3 separate regions of the Mus musculus genome follow, and regions 1 and 3 are each linked to region 2. The links are chromatin contacts, called in public Micro-C maps. All regions are on one chromosome and are shown on one strand. The core of a region is the stretch at or near the end of the contact, and the rest is flanking DNA. Distances in the headings are between cores, read along the strand shown. Region 1 holds the start of 4932441J04Rik (RIKEN cDNA 4932441J04 gene). Region 2 holds the start of Msx1 (msh homeobox 1). Region 3 holds the start of Slit2 (slit guidance ligand 2).

What was found. Hi-C and Micro-C count contacts between places; a contact is called where the count stands out from the background.
Region 1: a contact with region 2 is called in a Micro-C map of embryonic stem cells, with 30 times the contacts expected there. The contact joins the promoter of 4932441J04Rik here to the promoter of Msx1 in region 2. A contact is called at or near these places in 3 of 484 Hi-C or Micro-C datasets (all in embryonic stem cells) and 1 of 115 datasets of contacts at active chromatin or transcription factors (embryonic stem cells).
Region 3: a contact with region 2 is called in a Micro-C map of embryonic stem cells, with 13 times the contacts expected there. The contact joins the promoter of Slit2 here to the promoter of Msx1 in region 2. A contact is called at or near these places in 1 of 39 promoter capture datasets (embryonic stem cells) and 1 of 484 Hi-C or Micro-C datasets (embryonic stem cells).

Annotation. Positions count from the first base shown.
Region 1 is chr5:57,716,547-57,719,329 of GRCm38.p6, forward strand. It overlaps 4932441J04Rik (RIKEN cDNA 4932441J04 gene), which reads right to left and starts at 1,373. Exons shown (of 5, transcript NR_015588.2): 1 at 1,300-1,373. Pcdh7 (protocadherin 7) reads left to right here and starts at 1,535. Exons shown (of 3, transcript NM_001122758.2): 1 at 1,535-2,783. The coding sequence starts at 2,559.
Region 2 is chr5:37,823,228-37,826,054 of GRCm38.p6, forward strand. It overlaps Msx1 (msh homeobox 1), which reads right to left and starts at 1,358. Exons shown (of 2, transcript NM_010835.2): 1 at 638-1,358. The coding sequence starts at 1,106. Gm33993 (a long non-coding RNA gene) reads left to right here and starts at 2,528. Exons shown (of 6, transcript XR_868362.1): 1 at 2,528-2,659. RefSeq lists an enhancer at 2,442-2,827.
Region 3 is chr5:47,981,433-47,984,558 of GRCm38.p6, forward strand. Slit2 (slit guidance ligand 2) reads left to right here and starts at 1,723. Exons shown (of 36, transcript NM_178804.5): 1 at 1,723-3,126.

The DNA.
Region 1 (2,783 bases), core at 123-2,622, about 20 Mb after region 2:
GGGAATGGCAGGGAGGATCACGAGGCACAAAGTCAAAAGGAGAGAAAAGAGGTTAAGCATACTCGGTACACAAAGTTGCCATTAAAGTTTATTTCCCTTATATCCAGATAGGTGACGCTACACTTTGCCGGTTACTAAAAGCTGCAGGCTCTGCTTAGAAAATAATACCCAGGCTTCTAGCATGTGTTTTATTCCCCAGGCGCGTGCACACACGGTCTATCCCCAGTGAGAGCCGGATGACAGGAATTCCAAGCATTTAAACAAAGGCAGGCATTCTCCCCTCCCCAACCCAGACCTCCAAAGTCTGGGCTCCAAAAAAGGATCCTCTCTGGCTCTCGTTGGAGTTTGATGCTCTCTCTTCACTACTGCAGCCCGTCACGGTTTGGCAGAACACAAGCTTGGCTTTCGGAACTCAGACATCGACCTCAGCCTACCAGTAGCAATTCACTAACCCAGATGCTAAATTGCGAAACGAAGACACGTTGCGGGTGGGAGTTGGGGCGGGAGGGGGGCATCGTCTGAGGGTAGACGTGGGAGGAAGGTATACTAACACCCTCACTTCAGCTCTTACCCACGCAGCCGGGTTTAGTCTACCAGCCCTAGAGGGGGAAAAAGAATCACCCCACCCCCACCCAAACTGCCTAAGGAGACTAGACTTTGGCTTATCGGGGCTGAGATTGGGCAGTTCTCAGTCGGCCCCACGAAGCGAAGCCTGGCTTCGGTGAGCGCCGCGGCTGGCTAGTCCTTCCTCCCGCCTCCCTTCCCTGGGCCCTCCTCCCTGGTTCTCTGCAACTGTGTAGTTTCGGATACCGCCGCCGCCGCTGCAGCGTCGGAGTCAAGTCTGACTCCGGAGCCCGCGGGCTTTCCGCAACAACCACCAGTTTATGCAAACTTGCGGGTTTCCGGCTAGTGGGTAGCGAGAGTAGGAGCTTCCCCGGAGCGATTCGGTGTCTCGGAACAGCCACAGCCAGAGAGGCGGCGGGAGCGCGCGCACCAGACTCTGCTAGACGCGAAAGCGGACGAGACAACTGCGGAATTCACCCGCCGCGCCAGGGCACTTCCGAGACAACAGCCGACTGGCACTTTTTCTCCCTTTGGCAAACTAGATTTTTTTTTTTTAAGCTACTTGGCAGCTCTGTTTGACTCCACCTCCCCCTCCACCCCCGCCCCAGTGGCTTTGGCTTTTCTTTGGAAATCCGGACAGAATTGGGCATCTTTGTTAATTGCCGTTAGGAGTGCCCGGTCGTGAGCTTTCACCGGGCCAGTGTCGCGCGGATGCACGGAGCCAGGCTTGCTCACCTTTGAACTGCAAAGGGATCAAGTTCAGCTCGAGTTCCCCGCATTGAGACTGGAAGAAGCTGAGAGACTGTGCTGGAGAGAGTGAGAGAGGGGGGGAAAGGGGAAAGGAGAGGAGGGAGGAGAGAGAAGAGGAGGGAGGAGAGAAAGAGAAGGAGGGAGGGAGGGGAGGGATCGAGAGAGAGCGGGGAGAGAGAGAGAGGCTGCAATCTCCTCCCTGAATCGCGCACAGCGCTGCAGATCCCACTGCTCCAACACGCGGGCCGAATGCAGGTGAGGGAAGGCACGGACTCTGCGGCTGAGAATCCAAACTTGGGCACCGCGCGGTGCGCACGGTTCGGCTCTCGCCCCCGCGGGCGAATGGTTGCTGCGGTTTCAGGCGGCGGCTTCGTGACTAATGACCTTGCGCAGAGTTGTTAAGAAAAAAAGAGAAACCGGAGCTCTTCGGGGTGAGAAGCGACCGACTCTGGGCGTCTCTGAAGATGGCTCGGGCTGCTCTTTGGCGCGCCGGGAGCACCCGGTCGCGGACCGAGCTGTGACGCGAGGCGTCTTTTCGCTGCACCTTGCCCGAAGCGACCTGCCGTGGAATTTTTCATTCAAGATATGTTGAGTGGCTTCCCGGCTGCTTAAGAGGAGTCAGAGTTAAGACTGGCTTGTTGCTCGCCCCAGAGCCTGAAGCAGGAAGCGGTTCAGGTTTGTCTGGACCTCGGGAGCCTAAACAGAGCCTGGGTCTAGAGTGAGTAGCTGGAACGTGAATTGGACTTAACTCGAGTAGCAGTAAGGACTAACGCTGCTGTCAGGCGGGGAAGGCTGCAGGTTTGTTCTAGTCCGCTACCAGGCTCCGCCGCCCTCTTGCAGAAGCGGTTCCGGCCCCTTCCCAGGGCTTGGAGACTGGATCTCAGTATCTTCCCACTGCGGGGATGACTTTGTGGGGGCACCGAGCCCGTGGCGCGCAGTGTCCCGTGAACTGTGAGTACTGCGAGTAAACGGTGGCCGGCGAGCGGGCGATTAGCACCCATTGCATGAATTATGAAACAATAACTTTCGGAAGAAGCAGGAGGAGAAAAAAAGAAGCATCTCTAGCTGCCCCCCTCCCATCGGCCGACTCTACGCGCTACTCTGGCCCCCTCCCTCCCCTCCCTCTCGTTTCTTCCTTTCCCGGAGAGGAGGACCGAGGGGAGGGCAGGCGGCCAGCCCCGGAGGAGGGGGGTGCCGAGGGGGGTTGTGGTTAGAAGGAGCAGTAGCAGCAGCAGCAAGAGAAGATGCTGAGGATGCGGACCACGGGATGGGCGCGCGGCTGGTGCTTGGGCTGTTGTCTCCTTCTGCCGCTCTGCTTCAGCCTGGCCGCCGCCAAGCAGCTGCTCCGGTACCGGCTGGCCGAGGAGGGCCCCGCCGACGTGCGGATCGGCAATGTGGCCTCGGACCTGGGCATCGTGACCGGCTCCGGCGAGGTGACTTTCAGCCTTGAGTCTGGTTCTGAGTATCTG
Region 2 (2,827 bases), core at 108-2,607:
AGCTCTTTTGGTTGTCTTGTTGTCTCCACCACCACCACCATCCCCCCTAGTCCGCGATCGTCCCCTCTTGCTAAATCATCCACCCGCCCAAAACACCAAGTTTCTGCTTAAAATTAGATGCGCGGTGGGGCAGGAGTTTTGCAGAACTCCGGAACCCTTTGAGAGGTTCTTTAAATGGGGAGCGCGAGGTTACGGCTGTCTACCAGTAGAAAGTGAAACTCCGCAGAGCTAGGATGTACTGGCCGCTGCGCCCATCCAAGTTGAGGTGCAAAATAACTGAGTTTAGGGTCAGGTGGAGAAGCAGGGCACCCCTGGTGTCCTGACTACCGGAAGAATAAGAAGGTCCACAGACACCCGCGCGCTACAAGTGAAGTGACAGGCTCGGAGGCACTGAGCCAAGGCAAGGAGCGCGGACTAAGCTTTGCCTGCTTTAGGCCTCTAACTCTCTTCCTGGGTGGGAGTGGGAAGAGGCTCAAAGGCGGTCTTCCCGCCAACGCAACCTCTGCACGGCCTCCAGGTACCCAGTTGCAGGTACGCCGACGCCCGAGACAAGCCGGCGCCGGCGCGCGGCCTGGCGCCCTCGGGCCCCACACCCCCTCTTGGCCCCTTCGCTCTCCATCCAGGGCTGGCTACTTACTGGCTGGGGGCGGGGAGAAGCGGGGACTCTGCATCCACGGGGTCCGATCTAGTTTCTCGGGGCTTTCGGCCTTCACCAGAGCATCTTCTGGCAGCTTGAGGAGTCCTCCGACTGAGAAATGGCCGAGAGGCCGCGGCGAGGAGGGCGCATCCGGGGCGCCCAGAGACCCGGGCCGGGTGCCCAAGTGCTGCACCGAGCCACCCGCTGCCTGAGCCCCTTCGGAGGCCACCAGGACGCTCTCCTTGGCCCCGGGCTTCCTGTGATCGGCCATGAGGGCCTCCACGCTGAAGGGCAGGAGTGAAGCGGGCACTTTGGGCTTGGCCCCCTCCTCATCTGTGCCCATGGCGGTTGCGGTGGCCGCAGCAGCCCCGGGGGCTTGGCCAACGCCTCCCCCAGCAGGCTTGGCGAAGGCGGAGTCCTCCACTTTGACACCGAGTGGCAAAGAAGTCATAGCAGCAGCCGGGGCCATGCAGAGCCGGACCCCCCCTCCAGCCGCAGCTCGAGACAGCCCTGGATCATGGGTTTCGGGCAGGCTGGGAGCGCGACCGGCTTCTGCGAGCTCCTGACCGGCTTCTGCGAGCTCCTGGGTTCCTGGCCCGGCCGGCTCTCGCGCGCGAGCCTCCTGCGGCTTCCCCAGAAGGCCAACTCGAGCGAGCGGGGCCTGGATCCCTGCGCCGCTCAGGCCGAGTTCCCAGGCGCACTCGCCGGCTCCGGGTCCGCCGCCGCTCCCCTGAGAACTTGTTAATAAGGCAAGGCCAGCGTGGCAGCGGCCAATCAGAGCGCGAGGGGGCGGGTCCGGAGAGAACCATTGGGCTGTGCTCGTGCCCCGAGGCGCGCTCGGCCTGGGGGCGCTCGGGGAAGGGCCTGACCCGCACAGGCGGGACAGAGCCGGAGGTACCTGGGGAGCTTTTCCGCCTAGCTAAGTCAGGTGGGCATCGGTCCGGCTGGACCCCCACACTCCTGGATGTGGATTCTACCAAGTTCCAGAGGGACTTTTCTTTACTAGTCCTTCTCTTCTGCCAGTCGTCCTCCACCATCCTTTACCCACTTCTTCTGTTCCTCTCCATAGACTACTTTCTTTCCACAGTTTCTCTTATGGTCTGTGCTATTTCTTTCTGTCCCCTTTCCCTCTTCTGGCCCCCTTTCTCGACCACAATTCACTTACAATTTTTTTTTTCTTTTGGTGTTTGCTTTGAATGTTCATAGTTATTTGTCAGAGTAGCAAGGGATAATACTAATTTCTTTTTTTAAAAAAGCCGCCCTAAGTGTCTTATGTCTTCCAATCTTCAAAAATTTACCTCGGAGTAAAAATGGGCCTTTGTCTCCAGGGCTGGACAAAGTTAATCAAAGAAAGTACAGGTCCTGTTGGTTCTGTGGGTACGGGAACAAGTAACATGATCTGGGAAATGAGTTTGGTTCTCATGCAAACACGTACCCCCTCCCTATACGTACTTTTTCTCCAGAAAGTTACACCTCTACCAGAGAACTGCTACTAGCCAAAGAAGCCACTGGATGCCTTGGGTGAAGACCGAAATAAGACCAACAGAACCCACCAACAATCTGGCCTCAACATGACCTCAGACAATGAATCCTCAAAAACAATCACACTTCACTAACTGTGGGTCTGTCTGCTGGTGCAGAGTGGAGGCCCATTTGATGGGCCAGTAGGAAAAATAAGCAGTTCCTGGAGGTATATCTTTGGTGCAAGGCTTAAGAAGTTTTGTTTGCCCGATTTCGAAGGAAACGTGTTTTGTTTTGTTTTGTTTTGTTTTGTTTGACTGATACAAAAAGAAGGAAAGTTGGAGTGGGGACCACAGAAGACCTTGTAAACTGGGTTCGAACAGGCTGTTGGGGAGTTGGGGGGGGGGGGGCTTTTCTTTATATGGCCTCTTATCCCAGGGCCCAGGCTCGCGGCTCCGGGGGAGGTGGAGGAGGTGATTGGCGGCTCACCGGGACTGTGCATTGATGACTGCCGGGCTCTAATCTCCAGGAAACACAAGGGGCTGCCGTGGCCATTTAGGGGTAATTATCCGAGCACGGAGGGATAGCGAATTCCCTGGCCTTTTAACTGGGCGCAATAAAAAGCTGTAGATTAGGGGCGACCAGATTAAGGAAAATGAATTACTTTATTACCCAGACGGCGTCCGGGGTCTGGAGGGAGGGGTTGGGCTGCGGACGCCAGAGAGATCG
Region 3 (3,126 bases), core at 473-2,972, about 10 Mb after region 2:
TAGTGCATGTAAAAACCATGCCTAAATTACATACTTTATTATTATAAAGAAAATTCACTAGTTGGGGGAATCCTTCATCAGTGACGATTTGTTTTGCAACAGACATGTGTTCTGTGTTTCAAGTCATAAGGAGACGTGACTATGGTGTCTCTTTTCTTTTCAAGGAAGTTAGTTATATAACAGACCTTTAAGCAAAAATCTAGAAGGACAAATGAATGCATGAATGTCAAATGTTCTGAAGTCTTTTTAAGAATGGTGCCATACAAATAAATGGCATTCAAATGAATAATACCAAGAGTTCCAATCTACTTTATGAGGGGACAGCCTGTCTTTGACAATATCTTCTGAAGGGCTTTTGGATCTCAGTGGCAGGCAAAATGACCTGAGAAAGATATCCTGAAAAAAAATTTTTTAAATAGGCAAAAATAAAGATGTTGGAGGGATTTCACGGTTCATATTTATGAAATAAAACACTGATCAGGAAACCTATTAAGTTACAGGTAGCTTGTTAAATGCCAAAAAATGCTAAAGAGAACTGGGCCGACTTCGCGGTCAAGGTTTGTCAGATATTTTATACGAATGATACTTTACTGTAAAACTGACTTTATGGTAGGGGCTGGCACAAAGTAGAACGTGACTACAGGCAAAGAAGATGAGGAAATTAAAAGCAAGGGAAGAAGCTGACTCATTTAGTTGTTATTTCAAACCTATAGCGGCGTTGGTGTCTGCTGAGAGATGCTGACTACTGCCAGACATCACACTGAAGAGACAAGAAGGAAGGAGGAAATTCATTTTCAAAACAGTGCAGGGGTGGGGATGGGGATGGGGGTAGGGGTGAGGTGGGGATGGGGGTGGGGTGTCCAGTTAGGCACTGAATTAAGGAAAGCCTTCTAGTATAATGGGCATCGCTAGGATTTACTTCCTCTTCCCTTTGCCAGCTAAGAGAGTAAAACCGTAGGGACCTATCCAAACCCTTGGAGTTGTGTGAGTTTGTATAGTGCCCACGCAACCAAATCCCTCACCATGGCGTTTTTTAAGTAAGTGATTATAAAGAAAGGGTTAACCGAAGACGGTGGCTTAGGGATGGGAAGGCCAGAGAGAAGGTTGAAAACACTACTCCCAACTTGCTACAACTCTAAACTTTGAAGCCACCCAAACAAAATGTGTGTGTGTGGGGGGGGGGGGGGGGATAAAATGCGCGCTCACGGAGGCAGATCTATTTCAGTAGAGTTTTCTTGTTTTGTTTTGTTTTTGTTTTAATTTTAAAATCATAATCTCGCTGTCTCTCTCTTTCTCTCTTTCAGTGTTGCAAGCCCAGAGCGGTCCCCTTTAGGATCGCGACTCAAAAAGCTACAACAGAGGCTCTGCCTTCTCCATTTATTTATGAGCTGTCCTCAAAGCTGCCCCTCTCCTCGTTCTCCCGCTGGGAACCTCGGTTTCTGGGCTCTGGTCAGCTCTGAGGCCAAGGAGTTGTGTGGAGGAGACCCGAGCTCTTCTTTCTGGTGGCCAAGTTTGCTGGATCCTAGGAGTCTGGGCGCGAGCAGGGGCGTACGGGAACGCGCGCCGCTGTCTGCAGCCGGAGCTGCCAGCCTGGGCCTCACCTCTCCCGGGCGAGGTGCAGGCTTTCCGCGCGCGGCCAGGGGGCGGGGCGAGGCTTGCGGGGGCGGAGCCAAGGGCGGGGGCTCCGGCTGCTATATAAAGACCGGCGGCCGCTTTAACTTCGGACTTGGGCTTATTTATTTACGGAGCGCCTGGACGGCGGAGGCTGGAGGAGGCGGCGGCTGTGGCTGCCGCAGACGGTGGTTTAAAAAAAGGAGGAGAAGGAGGCGGCGGCGGCGGCGAGGGATGGGAGCGCCCAGGCTTCAGGGCGCAGGCCGGAGCTGCCGAGCTTTCCTGAGGCTGCGGGAGTACTGAGGAGAAAAAGGGGACGTCCCGGGGGCCCACAGGCGACTCCAGAGGCGCGGACTGGGGTCTTTTTGTTTGGCTGCGCTCAGCGCCCAGCAGCCAGAGCGGACAACTCCAGTTACAACAACAACCCACCTTCCAGCAGCCAGGCGAGACTTAGGCTGCGGAGTCCGTCCTATTGTTTAGACACTTGCCTGGGGCTCTGGAGCGCCAGTCCCTGCTCAGTCTCCGCCTTCCCTCTCTCTCCACTTTCCTCCCGGGAACCGCGAGTGCCGAAAGCCTCCCTGAGAGGGGAAGGGGCTGGAAGCCAAGCGCTGCCTAGTCTGTGGTCGCCGAGTCAGGTGCAACGTCCGGGGCTAAGCGGCATCTCAACGTCTGCGGCTGGACTCCTCCCGTGACAGTGGGTGACCGGATCCAACGCCTGGGGAAACTTCCTGCACTTTGAGGCTGAGGACCCACTTGTAGGGGCTGCCCGAGGGGTGGCTGAGAGGCTGCATACAGCAGGACGTCGCTGTTGGCTGTTGTTTCTTCTACCTGTGCCGTCAGGTGTGTGCTGCGGAGCTGCGGCGTATCCCGGAGACCAGAGTGGCTGACAAGAGCGCGCACACTCTACTGCCATTCGGTTGTCGCCTGGGGTCTGCCAGGGTAGCAGATCCCCATCTTTCTGCCTTCTACCTAGTAGTCATCCATCAGGGCACAGTAGCAGCACTGGCATCGCGGACACCTAGTCTTTGCTTTGCTCTTCTGGGCTCGCCTATCTGCAAATCTTGCCCAAGCTAGAGGACCTTTCCTACTCAACTTGGCTTACTGGATTTTTCCCCACTGCAGGAGTGAGGACTAGTGGATATTCCTGCAAGGCTGCAGCAGTCCGACTGCCCTTTTGTCTCTCTGTGTGACCTCAGGGGCAGGCCCTGGTGCAGAGCGTCGCCAAGGACGCCGGGAGGGAGGCGGGATTGCCAAGATATCCTCCAGTGAAGTGCATGTGTGTGTGCAAGCCATCCTTGGCTGTCGGGAAGTGGAGAAGACGGTTGAGGCTGCTGCTGTGCCGCAGGAGTGGAGAGGCCCCGGGAGCTGAGCCCTGAGCCCCGCATCACCGCCCGGCACCCCCAAGGCTGTCTGAATACCCGGTGCGCCCCCACGCGCGCCATGACCAGTCTCTCCGAGGGCTCTGCTTTGGACCTGCCAGGCCCTTGCGCCTTCTAGCTTCGGGGGAATCCACTT